Regions from separate parts of the Mus musculus genome. Here region 2 is linked to region 1. Evidence: chromatin contacts called from public Hi-C data. All regions are on one chromosome and are shown on one strand. The core of a region is the stretch at or near the end of the contact, and the rest is flanking DNA. Distances in the headings are between cores, read along the strand shown.

Region 1 (4,594 bases), core at 1,341-3,840:
TGTGTGTGTGTGTGTGTGTGTGTGTGTGTTGACACAGGACTCAGGGTCTCTGACTTAACCTGGAGCTACTAGTTCTGCTAGCCCTGGGGATTTCCAGTCTTCATCTCTTGCTGCTGTGATTTCCAGTATATCAGGCCAGTCTTTTTCATCTTTCTTGGCATGGGTTTTCGGGCTCTGAATTTAAGGCATTTTTGCTTGGAAGCATCTCCCTAGCCTTATTAATTACTTTTTAAAAATGAGTACACAGTTATTGTCATCTGTTTAAAAAGGTCATCACTTTAATAGCTGTGGGATAGTCCATTGTAAGCTTCCCCCCCACCCCACCCCCCGGCTTGCAGATGATGTAAAATGTGGTTGTTTCCAAGGTGTTTTTCTGCTTCTGTCTTTCAGAGGGACCTTGATCTCAAGGCCTTATACATGCTAGGCAAGCACTATGTTTACCTCTAAGTTTTTGGAAATAGAATTATTATTAATGATAGGCGCATTGGAAATTGTGATACATAGTTCTAAAATGTGTACTTGAAAAAAGCTAATTTTGGTTGGGGGGAATGGAATATAGAGTGTAAAAAATAAATTAAAAATTAAAATAAAAAATAAGGCAAAAGAACAAAGGTAGTTTTCAGAGGTGCAGTTGTAACCTTGTGCTTTTTCTGTAGCTTGTTGTTTCTGAAGAACAGTGATGAGCATCGTCCGAGTTTGCTTTTTACAGCCTCCAGACACTACTCAAAAAAACGCCTGTCAAAACATCTTAAAGTTAGGGGGTGTGTATGTGTGTACTCACATCACATGCAAGTGTGGGCGCACACATGCCAAAGCAAGAACGGATCAGGGGATAGCTCTTGAGAGCCAGTTCTCTCTCCTTGTTTTGTGAAACCAGGGTTTGAAGTCCAGTCATCAGGTCTGCTCACAAGTGTCTCTGCCCACTGAACCATCTTGCCAGATCCATTCATGCATTTCCTTAGCAAAACAAAACAATGAAAAACAGTCACCAGGAACTAGGCATGCCAACTCCTGCCTGTAATCCCAGCACAAAGGAGGCTGTGGCAAGAGATTGGCAGGTTTGAGGCCAGCCGGAGCACATAGTGAGGCCCAGTCAGCCTGAGATAGGAGACCCTGCTGAAAACACATCATCAGAGTGACGTTCCTTCCCTATATTACTTGGCTTTGTACGCAGACAGATCTGTAAGCTTCTCCAAACATTCCTGGTTACTGCTCTCTGTAATCTCCTTTTAAGCAATTGAGAAAATCGACTTTGTTTTAGAAATTACATTAACAAAAAAGATATAACTTTAATTTAGTTGTATTAATAACTTTACCCCCCCCCCCGGCTACTTTAAATACATTCCTTTAAAGTAGACTGTAGGGCACTACCATGAGTGTCTCCTGTATTACTGACCCAATTTATTAGCTGTGTTCATGGCTATCTTTGTCTTTAAAACAATTATTTCTTTGATTTATAGCCTTAAATGATTATCAAAGGTTTTTTTTTTTGTTTTTTTGTTTTTTTTTTTTTTTGGTTGGTTGAGTTTTGTTGTTGTTGTGTTTCATTTTTGGTTTTGTTTGTTTGTTTTGTTTTGTTTTGTTTTGTTTTTTAAGACAGAGTTTCTCAATGTCTACCCCTGGCTGTTCTAAAACTTTGGTTTTTAGATTAAACTGCCCTTGAGAAAGCCTCCTGCCTCTTGCCTCTGCCTCCTGAGTGCTGAGAGTAAAGCTGTGCACTGTCATGCCTGGTTTAAGTTTTAAAGACTAATTTTTAACATTGTGTGTATGTGTCTCTGTCTGGATATGCACACGTGTTTGAGTGCCCACAAAGACCAGAGGTGATGCATTCCTTGGAGCTAGAGTCAGACGCAGTTGTGAGCCATCCTTGATGAGGGCTAGGCACTCACTGGGGTCCTGGAAAAGAACAATATATATTCTTAACCTCCGAGGTTTGGTACTGACCAACCTCCCAGTCCAGCAGGCTAAGCTGAGCCACCCACCCATTCAGTGTACCACTTAAAGGGACAGGGGTACTTGCTGCAAGACAGTCTTTGCAGCCACTTTGGGAAGAGGAACAGACACCGGGATCCAGTGACAAACCCACCACCATCACCAACTGCCGTCTTAGGGTACCAATTGAACTTTAGGTTTAAATAGAGAAAAATTTGAGGTAATCATGAGAAGTACACATAGTAAGGCTGCCTTGGTCTAAGTGTGGTCTGGTTGGTGATTACCTCAGTCCTTGTTATTGCTTGAGGAGATAAGCCAGCTCTCATAACATGATTGCTCTTGCTTGTGATTTCACGATGGGGTAACCTGCCTGTGAGGCTCCAGCATCACTTCAAGTTTAGGACAATAAGTTTGGAAGGGACACTGGGACAGCTGACAATAGGTGCCTCAGTTTTCATCCTTGTGTTTCATTGTACCTTCATCTCAGCCTTGAAGAGAGCTGAATTGCGTTGAGTAGAAGCCGTGGTTAATATGCCTTTGAGAAGTTAGGCATGTGACTCGCCCACAGTAAATGAGATGAATATGCAGAGAAGGCAGGCATGCCAGGCTTTTCTTCTGCTTTGGGCCTCCTTGTGACAGCTAAGGAGTCCTTGACTCACCAAGAGTCCTCTGACTGTTTTAGAACAAGTACGTGATCCAGAGTCCACTGCACTGACTGTCACAGCACTTGGAACCTCGATGGCAGTGGAGATGGGGATGACTGAGGATGGAGAGCTCCCCTGCATCCTTAGCAGCAGCCACTTGGTTCCCTTTTGCACCCACACTGCTTAGTGTCTATCCGTCGTACTCATTGCCAGCTAGGAAAGAGTAGCTAACGGTTTATGGTCTTCATTTTTTTTTTTTTAAGATTTATTTATTTATTATATGTAAGTACACTGTAGCTGTCTTCAGACGCACCAGAAGAGGGCATCAGATCTCTGTTACAGGTGGTTGTGAGCCACCATGTGGTTGCTGGGATTTGAACTTCGGACCTTTGGAAGAGCAGTCGGGTGCTCTTACCCCCTGAGCCATCTCACCAGCCCATGGTCTTCATTTTTATATAGACTCTAATCTCCCCCAATTGTTTCTGTACATGGTCTGAAGTGAGGGTAAAAACATTTTCCCCCAATAGTATGCTAACTGATTAGGAAATTCAAACGAAACTGTAAACAAACTGTAATGAAGTTGTGTTTCCCCTCTGAAAGTTTGACAGTTTTAGTCTCGATGACTAACAAAAGAAAGGGCACATAAATTTAATAATACTCCAGAGCTATGTACAAAGTTAGGAGCCTCTGCCAACATGTTGACATAAACTTCATGTCTTTCCTATGTAAAGGAACAATGCGTGGGGCTTTTGAAGTGGTAATACCAACCTTGGCAAGATCAGGAAAGGAACTGCTTGGTCACTAGTGACAGTGTTATTGTCCTGACAAGATTTTCCAGGTAGCAGCATGTGGACACATGGGCCGTCTGTGCCTGGACTGGAAGGTGTCAGACCCACAATGTCTGCCTTCTGCACAAGGTCTTTCCTAGGCAGATCTGGAGGTTCCCCACACTTTTGTGTTTGCATCTGCTGCTTAAACTAATATAGATAGATACTGCTTTTTATTCAAGGAGAATTGTTTTGTTTTGTTTTTGTTTGTTTGTTTTGTTTGAGACAGGGTTTCTCTGTGTAGCCCTGGCTGTCCTGGAACTCGCTCTGTAGACCAGGCTGGCCTTCAACTCAGAAATCTGCCTGCCTCTGCCTCCCAAGTGCTGGGATTAAAGGCGTGCGCCACCACTGCCCGGCTTCAAGGAGAGATTTTTAAACCTATTACCCAGTGCAGTTTTATGAATAACCAGATCCAGATCTGAAAGGAATGTATTTGAGGTGGAACATTTTGCTTTCCTGTTATATGGATAAGAATTTCCTGATAAACCTAAGGAGGTTTATCAGAATAGCCACTTAAGAGAAAGCTGGATCTTTGTGCAAAGAAACTTATCTTATGCTATTAGAACAAATTAGATGTCACGCTTCTGTTTGGACAGCTTTCTTTCAGTCTCCAGTGACTTTTTATTAATTAGTTAACGTATGGATATTTCCATCTAAATCTGCCCTAAATGCTGCTAATTGTTTTAAAGTATAATGTAACCTGCCTATTGACCTACATTATTTATAGCAATCATAAAAAGTAGAGCATTATGGGATAAAAGCCAGATGTCAAATCCCTTACATTGAGACCATCCAGAGGCATTTCATTGTGATAAATTAATGGCTTAAAATCATGGAACCAAGACAGAACTAAGAACATGCCTATTTTTAAAACTTAGCAACACAAAGCTAATTTGCATATTGTATCTAGACAGCTTCCTATTCATTCTTTTCTATTTCAGTTCTGTTTCTAGAAGGATGTATGAGAAATGCAGAGTGGGAAAAAATGAAAAGGCTTGAATTACTGAGTGGTAATTATTTGGGACTAGCATTACTTGTTTGTCCCCTGTTAAGATACTATCCAGCCCAGTGGTGGTGGTGCACACCTTTAATCCCAGAACTCAGAGGCAGAGGCAAACATATCTCTTGTGTTTGAGGTCAGCCTGGTCTACAGAGCAAGTTCCAGGACAGCTAGAGCTACACAGAGAAACC
Region 2 (4,594 bases), core at 692-3,191, 43 kb after region 1:
GGAGATCAAAACTTGTGACAGGTAATACAGAATAGGAATAAGCCCTGCTATAGGCAATTGAGGTAACTAATTTAGCAGGCTGAGTTTTTCTGGAAGGCAGTGCTGAGGAGGCCAAACTCTACCACAAGCATCACACAGCTGGGGCAGACTGTCTCCCGTGGGCCAGGTCCATGGCAGACCAACCTGCCTGAGCTTGGATGAAGGGATGAGTCAGGTGCTGGAGCCCGATCTCATACACACAAAGACTCTTCCCATTTCACTTTTTACAACACAATTCCAGCTGTGAGCAGGTGAGGTTGCTGGCTAGCCTTGCTCCTGGGAGAGAAACATACCAGAGTGTAACTTTAAACTTGGGTGTTGGATTGGGGGGAGCCCACCTAGCCATCTTTCCTCCGGCTTAGGAGGAGAGTGATGACTTAACAGTACTTGAGTAGAGGAAGAGTTCAGAGACGATTGAGTCATGAGTGCATATGTGTGGGTGTCTTTGCTCTCAGTCCAACTGTATGTCTATTGAAGATTATTAAACAGCATCTTAGAGATGAGGGAATTGAGGTCCACAGGCTAAATTATTTGAGTTTATTGAGCTGAAGTGTCAGTTGTCTCCATTTTAAATCTTCTGTATGGCTGACGTGTGTGTGTGTGTGTGTTTTGAACAGTGTCTACTGCTCTTCACCTTTTACAGAATTTAGAGAACACGGTTTGCAGGCCAGGTTGACAGAGCCCCCGTGACCCTCTTGTTTCTATTTCTGGAACTACTACTGGCTTTTAATGTGGGTGTTGGGTGCTGGGGATCCGAGCTCAGGTCCCCTTGCATGCACAGCAAGATAAGGGTTCTTACTCACTGAGCCTCCGATTCTATCTTTATTATCCTGTTTGCCTCACCCTGTAGTTTAGCCTCAAACTGGTCTCTATTATTATTATTTCAAGACAGGGTTTTTCTGTATTGCCCTTGCTGTCCTGGAACTCTCTCTGTAGACCAGGCTGGCCTCGAATTCAGAAATCCACCTGCCTCTGCCTCCCAAGTGCTGGGATTAAAGGTGTGCACCACCACTATCCAGCGGTCTCTTATCTTTATTAACCTTTTGCCTCACTCTGTAGTTTAGCCTCAATCTGGTGTAATTTCTCTGCCGCCCAGATCTGGGACTACAGGTATAGGCATCAGGACTGGCTGCTCCCTCCCTCTTCTGGCATATCTAAAGAACTTGAGAGCAGCATTCTAATGACTGGTCAGCATGAATCCTACAGTTATTCCCTTGTCTCTCCAGGCCTCTCAACCAGGGGAAGCTTCTCTTCCTAGAGCAGGATGTGCTTCTGCGCGTGTGTGAACCCATACCATATATGGGTGAGACGGAGGCTGCAGGAGCGCAACCCTGAGGCTCCGAGAGAAATGCCCAGAGACTGGCTCAAGTTTGTTCCTTTGGAGCCCAGCCTAGTCCCAGCAGGGGAGGACATGGCGGTGGGCGGTGAACCGAGATGGGAAGAGCATGGAGGCTGCACTTGGGGAGAGTGTTTCATCCCCCTCAACCCGGACCTTAAGTTCAGACCTCCAGGCTGGGACTCAGGGAGGAGGCTGAGAGGGTGCACGTGACCCTGCGGGGCACATCGCCCCGCCCCGTCGCGACTCGCGTGGCCACTCCCATCCTGACCGCGCGGGTGCCGTTGCGCCGCCTCCGCCGTTCCCAGGTCCTCGCCTCTGGGGCTGTCCTGGACATTGCCTAACCCGAGGCCCCGCAGCTCCTGCTCGCCCCGTCCCCGCCGGACGGTCCGAGACCGCTCACCCAAGGAGACCGCCGTGCTCTCGACCCACGTGGTCACTCCGGAGCAGGTGGGAGTGGGCAGCGGGCGGAGCGGCAAGGACAGGCGCGGTAGACAGCCCGGGCGGCCGCGGCGGGGACCTGGCTGGGGGAGGCCAGGCTTGCGGCGGGGCGCAACGGTGTCTCCTTCACTTCGCCCTCCAGCCGCGGTGGCTGCAGCGCAACTTTCAGATAGCGGAGTGGCCTCAGCTGCGAGCCGAGCGGTGGCGGCAGCGCCCCTCAGGACACCCGCAGGTACTATGGTGCCCGCCTCTTGCCGACTCTGGGGCCTTAGGGCGGGCCGGCAGCCTGAGTGAACTCAGGGCGGCCCTGGTCCCCTAAGATGGCCGCAGCGGCCCCGGCCCCTTTCTCTAATGTCCGAGCTCCCCAGGGGACCCTTTGACTGTCCCCTGACCGCACTTCTTGTCCCTTTCACAGATCACCTTTTCCCCGCGACTTCGCCATGGCTGAGTGCTGTGTACCGGTATGCCCACGGCGTAAGTAGCACAAGAGGTGTTTGCGCGATGGGGCCATGGGGGCTGTGCTGTTCCTCTTTAGAGAACCATACCTTGTTCCGCCGTGGCCCACATGATGCCTGCAAAGACTTGGAAAGTTTGCTTCTTTGCGCGCCCCCTAAGTCTTACACTGCCACTCTGTTGACGGACGTGGTGCTGGGCTGTTGGGTTGCAGATAGGGGGGCTCGCGCCTGGGGCGTTGGTCCTTGGCCGCACCCACCCTTGGCTTTTGGATATGTTACTTACAAATCCGAAAGCAAAACACTTAGTTGTTGAATTCCATCTTGGGGTTCGGGGGGGGGGGGCGGAGAGTTAGAGCAGTCACTTTGCAAGAGGAAGTAGTTCGCTGTCTGCCTGCACAGGTCGAGTGCACTACAAGGTCATTACACGTGTTCCTAAGGGCGTGGATGTGCACTGGAGAATGAATGAGCTGCTCCTGGAGCTCGGATTCCTTGCCCTTAAGCCTCACGTTGTCGGAGGACTTGGGGGACCGTAGTAATGTGTTTAAAGTGCCATTTGATATTTAGTTGCTGTAGACATAGATGGTTGTATTTTTTGCCCGTGTCTCAATTGTGCCAGTTCCCAGAGTGTTGGTTTTGATTTTGGAAGTCCTTCCCAAAGGTTTGTTAGGGGAGAACGCCTAAGCTTAAATTTTGGTTTTTATCTCCGTTAAATCAGTCACCTTGAGTTTTGGCAACTGTGTAGGCAGTAGACACTTATGTTTAGGAATTAGAAAGGCTTCCCCCATTCTTAAAACTTGGTAGAAATGTCCCAGGTTTGTATTACCACATAGCTATTTAGAAATAAGTTTTTGTTATGGGTGGCTACTTTAGAATAACATTTATTGAAGTTCTAGTGGCATCAAAACCCACTCCGGTTGAACTGCTTGAATGTAAATGTTAGCAGTAGGTCCTAGTAGTAGCTCACATTAACTGTAGAATGTTTCTTTTGACTAGCGATGTGTATCCCTCCACCCTATGCTGACCTCGGCAAAGCTGCCAGAGACATTTTCAACAAAGGATTTGGTAAGGACTTTTTTCCCTTTTAAACATAAAAGAGAAAAATATATGCTTGGACCTCTTGAAAAAAGTTAATTGCTTTGCTTTTCTAGACTGAATACCCTGCTGCACTCATGCCTCTGCCAGCTGCATGTGTACCCCACTTTCTTAGCCTTTCTTCGGTCACAATTGAAAAGCTTGTTCTTTTTATTTTGTTGTTGTTTTTTGGTTTTGTTTCAAGACAGGCTTTCTCTCTGTAGTCCTGGCTGTCCTGGAACTCACTCTGTAGACCAGGCTGGCCTTGAACTCTCAGATCTACCTGCCTCTGCCTCCCAAGTGATGGGAGGCGAGTACCACCCCACTCCCCACCCCCTAGGGAGAGGGGAAAGCCTGTACTTTATTCTTTTAAGTGACAGTTCAGACCATGGTTGGATAGAGCTGCCTAGAATTACTGTTTTATTTTTGTGGTTATGACTCTGGGTAGGTGGAAACCTTAGAGTTTTGAGTCAATTTTTGTGCTTTCTTGAAAATTGATTGTTTTGCACATACCACTACCCCTTGCTCTTTGGTGATACCCTTTTGGGATAAAAGTCCTAAGTGTGTTGCCATAAACAGTAGGCCAGTCTGAGGAACTGATTTTTAATCTAACGTTTAAAAATGGCTTGAAAAGGGTGCGGCAGGAAGTGGAGCCAGTTATAGGACACTAGGCAGCGCTACTGTCACCTTAGCAGAGCTGACTGCTTGTAAATGTTCCTTCATGTGCTGTGCATTTGTCCATTTCTGTCCCGGACTTTGGGATTATGTTCACAGTACTTTGAGTGTGGGTATACGTCTTTTCTGCAGAAGAATCATATCTTTGCCCTCTCTTTTTGAAGGCTTTGGGCTGGTGAAGCTGGATGTGAAGACGAAGTCATGCAGCGGTGTGGTAAGTTATTGATTCGTTTTCACGAAGCTGTTAATTTCATAGCCCATAAATATCTACAGCTCTTTTCCCTTAAGGAGGCAGAAGCTAATTTGTTTTGAATGATTTATGTGTAGTCTGATTTATTGGCTTTGTATGTGATTTCTGCATTTCACATGGTTTTGTTATATTCCTTTATTATGTATGTTTTACCATGATTGCATGGAGAAGTTGGGAAAGCCATTGCTTATTTGGGACTGTCTACTCAGGTAGATGACAAGCATGAAGGCCGTGACTCCTGTAACCCTTTCTCTTAGTACCTGTCAGAGTTCTGGGCTCTGAGTAGTAACTTGGTTATTTGACTACAATGACCATTTAGTATAGTGG

The links. Hi-C and Micro-C count contacts between places; a contact is called where the count stands out from the background.
Region 2: a Hi-C map of cortical neurons shows a contact between it and region 1, with 2.3 times the contacts expected there. The contact joins the promoter of Vdac2 here to the enhancer-like site in region 1. A contact is called at or near these places in 2 of 39 promoter capture datasets (liver and macrophages), 6 of 484 Hi-C or Micro-C datasets (Sertoli cells, bone marrow-derived macrophages, cortical neurons and 2 more), 7 of 115 datasets of contacts at active chromatin or transcription factors (the HPC-7 cell line, bone marrow-derived macrophages, embryonic fibroblasts and 2 more) and 3 of 9 other capture datasets (adipose tissue, liver and pancreatic islet).

Annotation. Positions count from the first base shown.
Region 1 is chr14:21,785,796-21,790,389 of GRCm38.p6, forward strand. The region is part of intron 4 of Samd8 (sterile alpha motif domain containing 8); the gene reads left to right. Among named protein-coding and RNA genes, the nearest start is that of Gm23502, 25 kb to the right of the region's middle. Within about 2 kb of position 2,591, at least 13 of the 459 cell types and tissues checked have an H3K27ac peak or open chromatin away from gene starts, as enhancers often do. A contact at or near this core is called in cortical neurons, where this site is marked.
Region 2 is chr14:21,829,620-21,834,213 of GRCm38.p6, forward strand. It overlaps Vdac2 (voltage-dependent anion channel 2), which reads left to right and starts at 1,942. Exons shown (of 10, transcript NM_011695.2): 1 at 1,942-2,048; 2 at 2,232-2,290; 3 at 3,265-3,333; 4 at 4,182-4,231. The coding sequence starts at 2,257.